Regions from separate parts of the Bos taurus genome. Here region 1 is linked to region 2. The links are chromatin contacts, called in public Hi-C maps. All regions are on one chromosome and are shown on one strand. Each heading gives the region's core, a stretch centred on a gene start, on an enhancer-like site or on the middle of the called end of the contact. The rest is flanking DNA. Distances are from core to core; before and after follow the strand shown.

Evidence for each region. Hi-C and Micro-C count contacts between places; a contact is called where the count stands out from the background.
Region 1: a contact with region 2 is called in a Hi-C map of liver, with 2.9 times the contacts expected there. The contact joins two enhancer-like sites. A contact is called at or near these places in 2 of 11 Hi-C or Micro-C datasets (liver and skeletal muscle).

What each region holds. Positions count from the first base shown.
Region 1 is chr9:98,806,744-98,813,179 of ARS-UCD2.0, reverse strand. No RefSeq gene overlaps it. Among named protein-coding and RNA genes, the nearest start is that of QKI, 11 kb to the left of the region's middle. Within about 2 kb of position 2,654, at least 14 of the 102 cell types and tissues checked have an H3K27ac peak or open chromatin away from gene starts, as enhancers often do. A contact at or near this core is called in liver and skeletal muscle, where this site is marked.
Region 2 is chr9:98,678,355-98,684,591 of ARS-UCD2.0, reverse strand. All of the region lies in intron 4 of PACRG (parkin coregulated), which reads right to left. Among named protein-coding and RNA genes, the nearest start is that of QKI, 140 kb to the left of the region's middle. Within about 2 kb of position 4,306, at least 58 of the 102 cell types and tissues checked have an H3K27ac peak or open chromatin away from gene starts, as enhancers often do. A contact at or near this core is called in liver and skeletal muscle, where this site is marked.

The DNA.
Region 1 (6,436 bases), core at 1,405-3,904, 130 kb before region 2:
TTACTGAATCCCTAGGGAGTGCCAAGCACTTCAGTTACTACCTCGCTAAGTCCATAGCAGCTCTGAACTGAGTCTTACCCCCACTTCATAGCGAAGAACCAGCAGCTCAGAGAGTTAACAAAATGACATGACTCATCACACAACAAGGGGACAATTCTGGGGACAATGTTCAAACCAGACCTTCCAAGTCCCAAGTGACTTCCTCCAGCACCCTGCTGCCCCCTCTTACAATATTCATGGCTAAAATGCTGTCGTCTTCTAACTCTGCCTGTCTTTTTTCAGTATTCTAACCAATAGTGATACTGAAGCTTTTTCAAACGTCAAGTTCTTCTGTCTAATTGAAATACTGCTGGTGTCACATAGAGAAAGGAATGCTGGGCTGGGTATAAAAAGGCTTTCTCAGTTGTAGCCGAAGGAGCTGTGTGGCACTGAAGGAGATGCTCAGTCCCTGAGAGTTGCACTGAGTGATCTTGGAAGTCTTTAGAAGTTCTGAAATCCTGTGACTCTGTATAAGGTGTTTTCATCCACATCCACAAGTATTTTGTTGTAATTTAATTTCTGTGCCTAGGATAACCCTGTGTACACATGGGTAGTCTCGCAACAGCAATAAAAATTGTATTTTAAAATCTTAGCTGTCCAATTTTGTACTCCTTGTTGAAATAAAATTATATGTATGGGTTTTTGTTTCCCTTAAACAATACAATGCATTTGACTGAAAGCCTTATTTTTATAATTTCCAAAGGGTTAAAACCAAATCTTCTCCTTTTTAAAAATCGTGTTACAACTTAATAAAAGCAGAACACTAAAAACTTGCATCTAGCGTTCCTAGTGGAAAACTTACACTAGGAGAACATAAAAATTCCTAGAGGGTAGACTTCAAGGCCTGTTGCTCTTTCTGCTTTTTAAATGCTTTACAAGTAATATCCTTTCAATAATTATTTGTTTGAATAAAATAAACAAACAAAAAGAAACACAGACATATTTGAGCTCCAGAGAAGGCAAGCAGCTGTTAATCTCCTCACACCCCAGAATAATTACCTAAGTAAACAGTAGCATCTGAAAATCCTTGCCCTTGGTGACCGAGGAAACAGAAGTACAGGGAGGGGCCACAGTGTCTGCCACTGTGGGAAGAGCTTTTGTAATGTGATGCAACGGTTCCTAGAGTGTGAGATGGTCTCAGTCTGCAAGAAACAGACTGCTTGGGACAATGGGCCCATAGCATCCACGGTCCCCTGAATCTGTGGTACCTCCTGATTTAATATTGAAGGACTTGTATAGCAATGATATTTTATCAGAGGCACTTTAACTTTATTTAGATGTAAAATTAAAAGCAATTATTCACAAAAAATTTTAATACACTAAAAAAAAAAAAGCAATTATTGGCAACATCGATATTCAGTACCCATTAGAGCGTAGTTACTGCTCTGAGCTCTTAGCCACACGACCGAGCCCTTCTCCCAGAACCCCCAAGAATCCCCGATCCTGACACCTGGCACCCTGCTCCCACCTGGCCAGCAGGCTCTGAGCTCATCTGCACACCTGCCATACCAGTTGTTAAAAACATTTTCAATATCATCTCTATTTGTGTCAGCTTATTTGGTTGTTTGCTTCACATCTTCATGTCCATTAAGCTTGAGTTTGCTAGTTTCTACTAACTGCACCTAAAATGGATAGTTCTTTTGTCTAAAATATGCATAAGTTCTTTGAGCACATATCCAAAATTAGAAGATTTCTAGAAATCATATTTACTGGGTTACAATGAAATACCAAAGTCTTCAGTCTTATTTTCTACTTTTCACCAAATAATGCTTGCAGAAACAGGTTTCCAGAGATTAAAAATGATGACTCATCCTCTTTATGGTGAACTCTTTATATTTCCCACCAAAGAAGTACGGCTGCCTGGCTTTCTCCCCAGTCCTATAGGGCCATTCACATACCCTGGCTAAACTGTCCAAAGTCAGGCTGATGATGACAGCATTTACTGTTTCCTAAATACTCTATTCAAATCCACGTGTAAAACTGTGTCTCAGCTCCCTTTTATAGATCTTCAAGGGCCACCAACTTGATTAACTGGCATTAATTACAGTGACATTTTCTTCATATCCACTGGCAGGAGGCATCATTTCTAGGTGGAAATAAAACATAGCGTAGTGAACTGAGTAACATGTTTTGTCCCCGAAGTTCTAAAACCAGTTTCTAGCTGCGTCTGGAATGAAGTGGGAGCAGGAAGTTGCCGGCCGGCTTGGTGGCACACAGTGGGCGGGGCTTCCGTCATCTCCCCATCCAGGTAATGCTGTCAGGAAGGCAGAGAGAATATAAGGAGGGAATCGAGAACACGAAACTGTTAAATTGTGAAATGAGGAAAGGGAAGAAAGACTCGGGTTCACGGGGTTCAGAGGCACTCTCATAAGCTGTCCCATCAGTGGACAGGCCAGCAGTGATCCACCACCCACCCTGGGGACCAGCCTCCTCTCCAGCCGCCTGGCTGCTGGTGAGTGGAAGCCCCAGGGCCTTTCCTGCACCAGGCTCCTTGACCTCCAGGACCGATGGCCGGACTTGACTTTCTCCTCCCCCGCAGCTGACCAGGTCTCTGCATTTCAGCCTGTGTAGGGCCTGATTCCAGGAAGGCATGCTTTCACTTAATCACCACGGCCTGGCCACTCAGCTGGAGCTTCAGAGCGGACACCAAGCAGAATGGGAGGAGCTGGCCATCTCCCTGTCTGGGCTGTGAGCTCCGGGCCTGGTGGGGGTATAGAGGCCTTTCATCTCTAGACCCAAGACGATGCCAGTGGGGGCCTGAGAAGTACTTCCTTCTTCACAGTGAACATACGAAATCACAATACCTTGCCCGGCCATGGAGTGACCTGCCGAGCCACGGGAACGCTCTTCTCACGGATGATTTGGAGGAATTCTTTCACCCCTATGCAGTGCAACACGCCCCAGAACATTCAGCCTGAAGTTTGCCAGCCCTTAGAGGAGGCAGCTGAGGACAGGCGTCTAGACCAGGAGCCGAGGACGTCCTGGCACTTAGCAGCGACTACGTCAGCTGCCTCGGACTCTCTTCTCCCCTGTAAAAGCGGACCGTGGAACCCAGGGAAGTTGTCAGGATTCTGTGAAGGACTGAAGGGCCTAGCAGAGTCCCAAGAGCACAGGAAGCTGTCAATAAATAGCACCACCTTAAAACCTGAGCAGAGTAAGGTCTAGATTTAGCTCTTATTTATCCATGCACATGTGTCTCGGAATGTGTGTCAGTATCTCCGTGCACGTTGAAACTGTATCTGCAAAGCTCAAAAGTCGTCGGTCACCAGTTTCCTGTCACTTCCCATTGCACAAAACTGTTTCCTGTTCCCAGGACTGCTGACACTAGGGAGCAAAAGGACAAATAACCTGACGCAAAGGAGCCTTGATCCCCGGCTGCCTGGGTTGTCAGCTGCAAGCCGGGAGATCCAGAGCTGGCCCGGGGCCTCCATGCTCTCCCAGACCTGGTAGAAACAGCCCTGCAGCAGTAGGGCAGATGGGGGAGAAGAGGCGCTGTCCCCTCCCACCCTGTCTCCGGGTCCCCCCCAGGCTGGAGTTAGAGGAGGGACCTGGGAAGATCCTGCCTTTTGGCGGGAAAGTGCAGGAGCTCCCACGGTACCTGCAGCAACCTCCATTCCACTGACAGTTGAGGGCTGGCCCAGGGCTTAAAATGTGAGGTCTGGGCAACTGTTGGGATGCACGGGGCCAGGTCAGGGGCTTTCTCCGGTGCCCAGCATGGGTGGCTCGAACCAGCAGGCACAGCTGAGTGAAGGAGTAGGGGCGTCTGCCCCACCCTCCCGCTAAGCAAAACCATGCTTCCTTATGTCCCAGCAGACATCGCTAAGCAAAGCAATGAATACCACCCTCGTTATTTAAATCAGACATCAAGGGCAAAAAAAAAAATAGTTCATGTTTTGAGGAACTTAAAATCGCCAAGTAGGGTGGGAGGAGGCAAACACTCACAGGTGGCCACTGCAAGCCAGTCTATTCGATCACACTTGAAGCAACTGGAAGACCGTGGCAGCACTGGGTTCCCGGAGGTGCACTTGACCTCTGCAAGTGAACCTCCAGGAGCCTCAGCATCAGCCAGACTAGATCTCTGAGACCAGGATGTCCACTGCCCTGGGATCTGTAGGACTTCCCTGGCGGCTCAGAGAGTAAAGAAGCTGCCTGCAATGCAGGAGGCTTGGATTCGATCCCTGGGTCGGGAAGATCCCCTGGAGAAGGGCATGGCAACCAGCTCCAGTATTCTTGCCTGGAGAATCCCATGGATCAGTCACCTTCACTCAGCCCCAGGCTGTGTGTATAGCCTCGAAGCAGTTTACCAGTGGAGCGAACACTTTCTCTTAAGAGGTTTTCAGGGTAGCCTAATGTAGCCAAATGGTTTCCAGCGCATCATTTCAGAGTGAAGGCCAGGACACATGAATGAAGGTGGCTGAAAAAAGAATCTTTCAGATAGACAATGTTATAATTGTGAGTCTGGCTTCACAGTGAATCTCATGCCCCTTGTGATACTAATGCCGAACAAAATTTACATTTGCATCATCATGTTTTCTTATTACCAGGAGGGCCAGAGTTATTATCAATAGATTCCTAGGGGGTGTGAGTCAGTCTGAACTATAACTGGATCCCTGACGTTATAAGGGCTTGATAAGAATTTTCCTCTGGATATCTAGTTTTATAAAACTGGCTTATTGTAACTAGTATGCAACAATTATGCACTAAGCGAGGGTCAAGCTATAGACCACAGCAAAAAACTTAAGTCTCCTATTTTCAGACCAGACTTTCCCAAGGCAAAATCTCGACCACATCACTGAGCTGTCCTGCAGATGACACAGATCTGGGTTCAGGGCTCTCAGCCCTCTCTCCGGTGGGGCCCGTGCCCCATTCAGTCTCGAGTTCAATGTCTTGCCTTTCTGCCTGTGCCTTCTCTTGTTTTCTCTGTCATCTTGGGCAGAGGGTCACTTCCTGTCACCCCAGCCACCTGTCCACACGGTCTCAGAGGTGCCATGAGTTACTTTAATTGTGAAACTTGTTGGTAGGATGTCATAGAATCTTCTATTCGTGACTTAAGTTATGCATGTTGGCACCCTAATCTGTGCATCCCATAACTTTGTTCTCGGTGTCTATCATTGCATTTTCTAGATGGGAAACTCTGCTGGGTTTCCAACAAATATAGCTTTTTTTAAAAAAAAAAATCCTTAATGGAAGATTTGTCACTGTCATTGATCCTTCATTTGAACCGTCTTCAGGAGTCTCAACTTTGCACAGCATTCATTAACGACATCATTCTATAAAGGCAGGAAAGGGCACTGGCATGAGAAAGAAAAGAAACCGAGGAAACAACTTCCAAAAGGCAAATCTGCCAGGAAATGAGCTGAACAGCAGTTTTATTTTTCAAGTTCTAAACACAAAACTACCAGTCCTTGCCTGCTAGCTCAGTCTTCAGCCCATCCGACTCTCAACCCCAGAGTGCCCCAGTGGCTGTGGTCTTCCCATAGACCTTCAAGTTCAAGTTGGTTGGAAGTGGCTCAGAGGGCTTCAAGATTCTGTACTGTTACTGAAAATGTTGGTGAGATCTACACTGTTGAGGAAAAGGTCCCAGTTAACAATAGCAACATATTAGAAAGCATTTCTGAAAAGAAAAAAATAAAAGGGTCCTCAGACCTGTCATTTCTTATTGGAATCTAGTTATTAAATTGGTGATCAACCTCATAAGACTAAAAAAGAAAAATGCTGTCATTCACTATATGTTCTCCCTCCTAAGCATCCAAAGGAAGATCTTCATGCTAATTAAACCTCATTGTTGGTTTTGCCTGGGCCTCATCTGCATAGCAGCCAGAAGCGTCCAGGGTCCAGCAGTTCCTGTGGAACAGTGCCCCCCGTCCCCACCTCTGCGAACAGAACAGAACTTCCCGCTTTGTGACGCTAAGCCTCAGGTGATTTCAGCTGTCCCGTGTCTCTGATCCCCAAATCCTTTCAAAGGAGATTTGCAAAGCTTGTGTCTTTCCCTCCTAATTTACTGTCAACTGCACTTGTAATAAAGAGGTAAGTGCATGCTCTGGCTCCTGCCTGATACCGACGTGAAATCCGCCATGATACAGATGCGTCCTGGGTCTGAGAGGTGAGTCCTAGAAGTGGCCGAAGAGCACCAGCCCCCACCCCACCACCCCATCCCCTGTGTCCCCAGCCGGCCCCTCAGCCCCACCTGTCCCCCTGTCTCCTCCCCTGGAATGGAGGCCTCTCACTTCTCCTGTCCAGCTCCTCCCTGCTCCTCCACCAGCTCCAGCCGTCCTCCCGGGGGCCCACAGAGCACAGCACAGCTCTCAACCTCCCCTTGGGCTCGCGGCCTCCAAAACAAACACCAATTAGGAAAAGCACGAAGGAGTCTTCATTACAGAAAGGTCATCGTAAAACT
Region 2 (6,237 bases), core at 3,057-5,556:
GGATTCTCCAGGCAAGAACACTAGAGTGGGTTGCCATTTCCTTCTCCAGTGCATGAAAGTTAAAAGTGAAAGTGAAGTCGCTCAGTCGTGTCCGACTCTTAGCAACCCCACGGACTGCAGCCTATCAGGCTCCTCCGTCCATGGTATCTTCCAGGCAAGAGTACTGGAGTGGGGTGCCATTTCCTTCTCCAAATTTATTAATAAGAAAGTCAAAACAGCAGAACCACAAAATAAATCCAAAAGATGGGTTTCAAGAGAAAAAGAAGAGAAGAAAATGGCAACCCACTCCAGTATTCTTCCTGGGAAGATCCCACAGAGAGAGGAAGCTAGCGGGCTGCAGTCCATGGGGTCACAAAGAGTCAGACCAAGCACGCATGAATGTTAAAGAAAAAGAAGCCAATAAAGATATAACCCAGTAGCCAATCTAATCAAGAACAATTAGAGAATGTGTCAATAAGAAATAATAAGCAGGTGGGGGGAGGTAGAGAGTAACAGAAAATAGAAGGAATTAAAAGAAACATAGGACATTACTTTGCTCAATTGTATGCAGATAAATTTGAATAAATTGAAAAAAATTCTAGGAAAATGCAATTTGTCAAAACTGACCCCAGAGGAGATAGAAAATCTAAATAGATTTGATATCTATGGGAGAAATATAAAAGGTAATCAAAGAGCTACTCTCCTTGCAAAAAAAGAGAAAAAAATCACTAGGCCCAGATACAAGACTTTCACTTATCTAGAGCTTAGGGTGAAAGTACGGGAAACATCTAAATTTTTCTCTCTGGAGGAAGTATAACATTATATCAAAACACAAAAACTGTAGAGAAAGTAAACAACAGGCCACTATCACTCATTAAAGCATAAACCTTAAATAAAACATGAGCCAACTAAATCCAGAAGCATATTAAAGGAATGATGCATCATTATCAAATGTGCTTCATTTCAGGAAGTAAAGACCATTTAAGGATTCTATTAATTTAATTATCATATTAAAGATCACAGAAAAATATAGATGATTATTTCTAAAGAGGCTAATAAGACATTGGATAATATTCAACACATTACTACTAAAAGCAAGAAAGAGTGGGATCTTTCTTTTATAAGTTAAAATATATCTGTCTCAATACAAAAGTCTGTGGAACATATCACAAAGTATTCCCACTAAAGTTTGATTTATCACTATTATTATCGCTGTTATTTAACTTTATACTACAGATAACAGCCCCATTCTACAACACCAGAGAAAGAAGTGAAAAGTGAAAAATCAGAAAGGAGAAGACAAAACGGCCACTTTGGGGAGGATACATATTTTATACCTGGAAAACCTTAAAGAATCAACTGAATAAACAAAAGAACTGAATGAAGTAGTGCAGTTTAAAATAAGCAGACGGATTTCAATGGTGTATCCACGACCTACAAGAAGGAAACTTCAAAACACAGGCTGAGCTCTTGGCTCACAGGGAGCGCAAGCTAATTTTAGATGACTTACGCATCTTACTGGAAAGGTATGAGTAGTTTATAGATTGGAAGAAGCCAGCAACCAGCGTGAAGACCCAGACCTCAGAAAGCAGGCAGGAATCAGGGAAACTGTCCCCAGAGGTGGTGTGAGCTAAGGACACCCCTCCAGGAAGAAGCATTGCCACGCATTTTCAGTTCTTCCAACTTTTAGTCAAGCTCAAATTCCCAGCAGAGCCCAGCCAGCCTGACTTGGCTTCCAGGCTCAGTTCTTAGCAGGTGGGAAGGGCCTTGTGGTGGTCCCACCTGACCTGGAGTGTTTGTCCTGGCAATGCTAGATCCAGAGGAAATGTGAGCCCAGACACCAGACGAGCAGAACACTGACCATCATTAAACGAGTCCCTCCAACCAGGAAGAGATGTCTCTCTATTGCCTCCTGTCTTTGACACTCCTGAATGGTTTCTTTCACAGACATCCTGCAGATTTCTTATTAAATTTGCTTCAAGGAGTTGCATGGTTTTGTCCGTAATTTCTTATAATTCTGAATGTGATCTTTTAAAAACTGGAATTTCCAACTGACTGTGGCTAGGATCTAGCAAAGAGTAGTAAATATTTTAGTTCATTTGACAGATGAGACCAAGTTGAAGGTAGCTTGAACATTTTAAAATACCAACTAGGAAAAAATTGAGAATCACATCCTTTTGGTGTTTCTGCCCAGGCTGGAAACACACGTTAAGTTCCAAGGAAAAGGAGAAATTCAACAAGTGTGAGAAGAAAGCTCTAGGGAGCCCAGGCAGGTTGAAAATGTAATGAAAAAGAAATTTAACAGTGATTTAAATCTAATTTCCTGCTTTTTAAGGAAGTGTGGATAAAAATAAAACACAAATGAGTGTTACATAAAAGCAGGCAAAATTTTAGAATGAAGTTTGGCAAATCTGATGTTATAGCTGATAGAACCGTAAAACAATTTAAAACAAAAGCACAGATCTCACTGATAGAAGAAATATGAACAGCAAATTGAACTAATATTTTCTTATGAAATAAATGAAGCAGGTATTTCTACTGTACAAAGATATGAGGTCATAAATTTTGTCAGGTTAGATAAAAGATTCTGATTATTGAAATTTTGAATGCAAATATTTGAATGAAAGATTATCACCTATAATATTCCCATATTTTCAAAGTATGCAATTTACTTTTGCTTTTCCATTAAATTTTATTCATCTGCAATTAACATGCTATATTTTCTTATAGATCAACTAAATTTCTTATCTTTTAAAATTAATTTAAATGAATACTTTCCAAAGTAGCATATCAAAAATACCAACTTGTCTGTTAGTTATAAACACTTAAGAGGAGCAGTAATGTACACAAGTACTTCCCAGGTGGCTCAGTGGTAAAGAATCTGCCTGCCAACGCAGGAGCCCCAGGTTTGATACCTGGGTTGGGAAGATCCCCTGGAGAAAGGAATGGCAACCCATTTCAGTATTCTTGCTTGGAGAATCCCATGGACAGAGGAGGCTGGTGGGCTACAAGCTATGGGGTCACAAAGAGTCAGGCATGTGCTTAGTCGTTTCAGTCATGTCCGACTCTCTGCGACCTTATGGACCATAGACTGCCAGGCTCCTCTGTCCATGGGATTCTCCAGGCAGGAATACTGGAGTGGGTGGCCACTCCCTTCTCCAAATCTGATCTGAGACAAGCCAAAATGACCGCCACAAGAAGGACACTGGAATGAGTAACTAAAAGAAAAAACAAAACAATGTATATGAATGTTAGTTTCCTCTCCAACACCTGCTTACCCTGGTGAAGTACCAGAAAGTCAGCAGTGAGAAGAGAAAGACAGACTACGCTAATTTGGAATCAGTAGTAATATATTAGGAACTGCGTTGAGCTTTGCTTGCTCAGCAAGTCTTTACTCACAAATGGGGTATATAGTTTAAGTGTGACATGGGATTTGCACGGTACTTTCTAAGAATAAACTATTTTTAAACCATAATAGTTTAGATCTGCACATATAAGAAGAGTTGATATGCAAAAATATACATTTTAATAGAACTTTTAAAGCAGGTTCTCTGTAATATTTCCTTTATAAAATCTGAATTAAATACTTCAAGGAACAAGCTACTGTTCAAACGCCGATGATCTAAGCTTTGCACTAATTGAAAACAGCTTATTGTAGAACGGGTGTGAAATATGATGACCCCACTGGATATATAAGGCCTGAAAAATACTTTCAGAAGTCAGGACTTCAAAGCAGAATACCTTCTGTTCTCATAGGTTGGCATACAGTAGGCATCAACGATTATTTGGTAAATAAGTGAGCCAAGATAAACCCTTCAGTTACAGAAGGCCCAGACGGTCCCTCTAGTGGGTGTGCAGGACGTTCAGGAAGTAGAAATGCTCCATTCCGGGCGGTACGGAGAGTGAAGCCAACAGCTTGCGGGAGGATGTGGTGGCCACTTTATCCCTGTGGTCACAGGGATAAAGCATGGTGATCTCCAGGCTGAAGACTTCTGCCAACCGTGCCTCACCAGGAGGGTGAAAGCCTCTGAAAGTGTGGCTCACGGAGGATTCCCCTCGCGGGGACCCATCCGCAGGGCTCCACTGCCTCTGCAAGCTTCCAGCCCAGCCACGGGTGCCCCTGGGACTTCAGTACTCTTGGGCTTTCTGAATGTCTGGTTCTCTGATCTGACCCTGGGCACGCGGCCTTCCCTGTGCCAGGCGCTTTCTGTTCCGGTTAGCCCTGGGGTGCAGGGCGAACTGTAACTGAGGGCAGGGAGGAGCGGTGTGCTGTTAAAATGTCCCGGCCTGGAGAACGGGGGATTGCCCCAGCCGCGTGGCTCCTGGGGGCGGCTGCAGCCGGAGCGTGGACCCCGGCCGCGGCCTGGCTGCTGGACCGGGCAAGTCACGGGGCCTGGGCGAGCCCAGGAACAGAGCAGCCGTCAGTCCACGCCACGGCTCTGAGAACTGAGAGGCAGGGCAAGGCAAACCCCCAGCAGACTGCTTGCACGGAGCAAATGATTAATCTGCATTAGGGAAAAGGAAGGTCACGGGAGCACGTGAGCGTTCAGAGGGCGCAGAAGCCTCTCTCAGCTCAGATGGTCGTTCGGCAGAGGCCCCGGCCTGCCCGGCACGCCTCTGACCTCGCCCCCAGCCACTCTGACGTCTCCCAGGCAACCGTCCGGCTCACTGCCCTAGAGTTCCGGCAGCGCGTCCACCACCATGATCAGCAAACGCAGATTCACAGCAGACAAGTTGCTCAACAGCCTCGAGCTGAACAGGATGGCGAAACACTAAACTGAGCCCATGTTACGCACGCCCCTCAGGTTTCACAAATTCCTAACCTGTGTTGCCTTTCCTCTTTATAAGCTATTTACCAGTATTAATTTTACTTGTAATCTTTGAAATCTAAATCTAGTTTCTGATTTTATATGTATTTTTTTTTACTGTTCTGAAAGAGTAGTTTGGACTTACTCCCGTTTTCCATTCATAAGCCTTATAGTGGATATTCCTAGCCATCTTGATAGCCTAGGTAAAAAGAAGTCACCAGTATGAGATATGTAAGAAGTTATGCTAGCTTTAATCAAAGACAACTGCTAATTCAATTAAATACAAATGACTTTATAGGAATGGGCCTATTACTTTTTTTTTTTTTTTCATGAAAAGATAATTGGAAAGTGATGACAGGATGATTTTAATGTTAAATAGAGACACACCAAATCCATTTCAATTTATGGATCAAATTATTATTTGCAGAAGTGAACTGTAGAGTAGTCAAAATATTATGATATTAATCTTTGACTTAGAAACAAGAAACTTTCTATTATGGTAAATGCTAAATATAACAATGTAGGTTTTTTTTTTTTTTTTAATCACTAACCTAAAATCTTGATGGAATTAACCTCAATCACCAACCTATCAACTAGCTACTTAGAAAATCAGTTGTTGTTTTATGGGAAAGTAGAAAAGTTTTCATGGGGCTTCCCCAGTGGCTCAGTGGTAAAGAATCCACCTGCAATGCAGGAGACTCAGGTTTGATCTCTGGGTCGGGAAGATCCCCTGGAGGAGGGCATGGCAACCCACTCCAGTATCCTTGCCTGGAGAATCCCATAGACAGAGGAGCCTAGCGGGCTACAGCCCATAAGTTCACACAGAGTTGAACACAACTGGTGACTGAGCATACAGGGAAGTTTTCACTGCTTAAAAAATTTAAGGAATTAACTTCATTTAGTCTATACCTAGAATGGAAATATTTAGAATTTCATGCAACTGGTTAGGTTAATAACAATAATGATACCGATAATATCTGTATCGCAGCACTGTGTGCTGCTCAGACTTCATGGTCAACCCTGAAGTATCTATTTACTACCTCACTGAATCCTCACGACGATCATATAAGGTAGAAGTGATGTTATCACTTTCCTTTCACTCTGTGCTTGGAGACTCTCTTGTCCTCCTTGGCTTCACTGGGGAGAGAAGCTTCTGTGGTCCGTGCCCGCCCCCACCGCCTGGTGGAAGGGAAGCCTTTGCATCCCTGAGAGGGCTCACGGGCAACACCTGGAACCATCAGCCTGGGGCTTCCCTTATCCAGGGAAAGGGACGGGGACCAGCTGGGTCTGTGAGTAGCCGATACAGCCTCCCCAGGGCCAGGACCAACCCCCCGCAGCTTCCTTACAAGCGCCCCAGGATGCCTGGTGTCTCTGTCTTTAGCCAGGAAATCACCTCCTACAGACCTCATTATATAGTCCACCCATTCACTCGGTGTCTGCATGAGTTCAT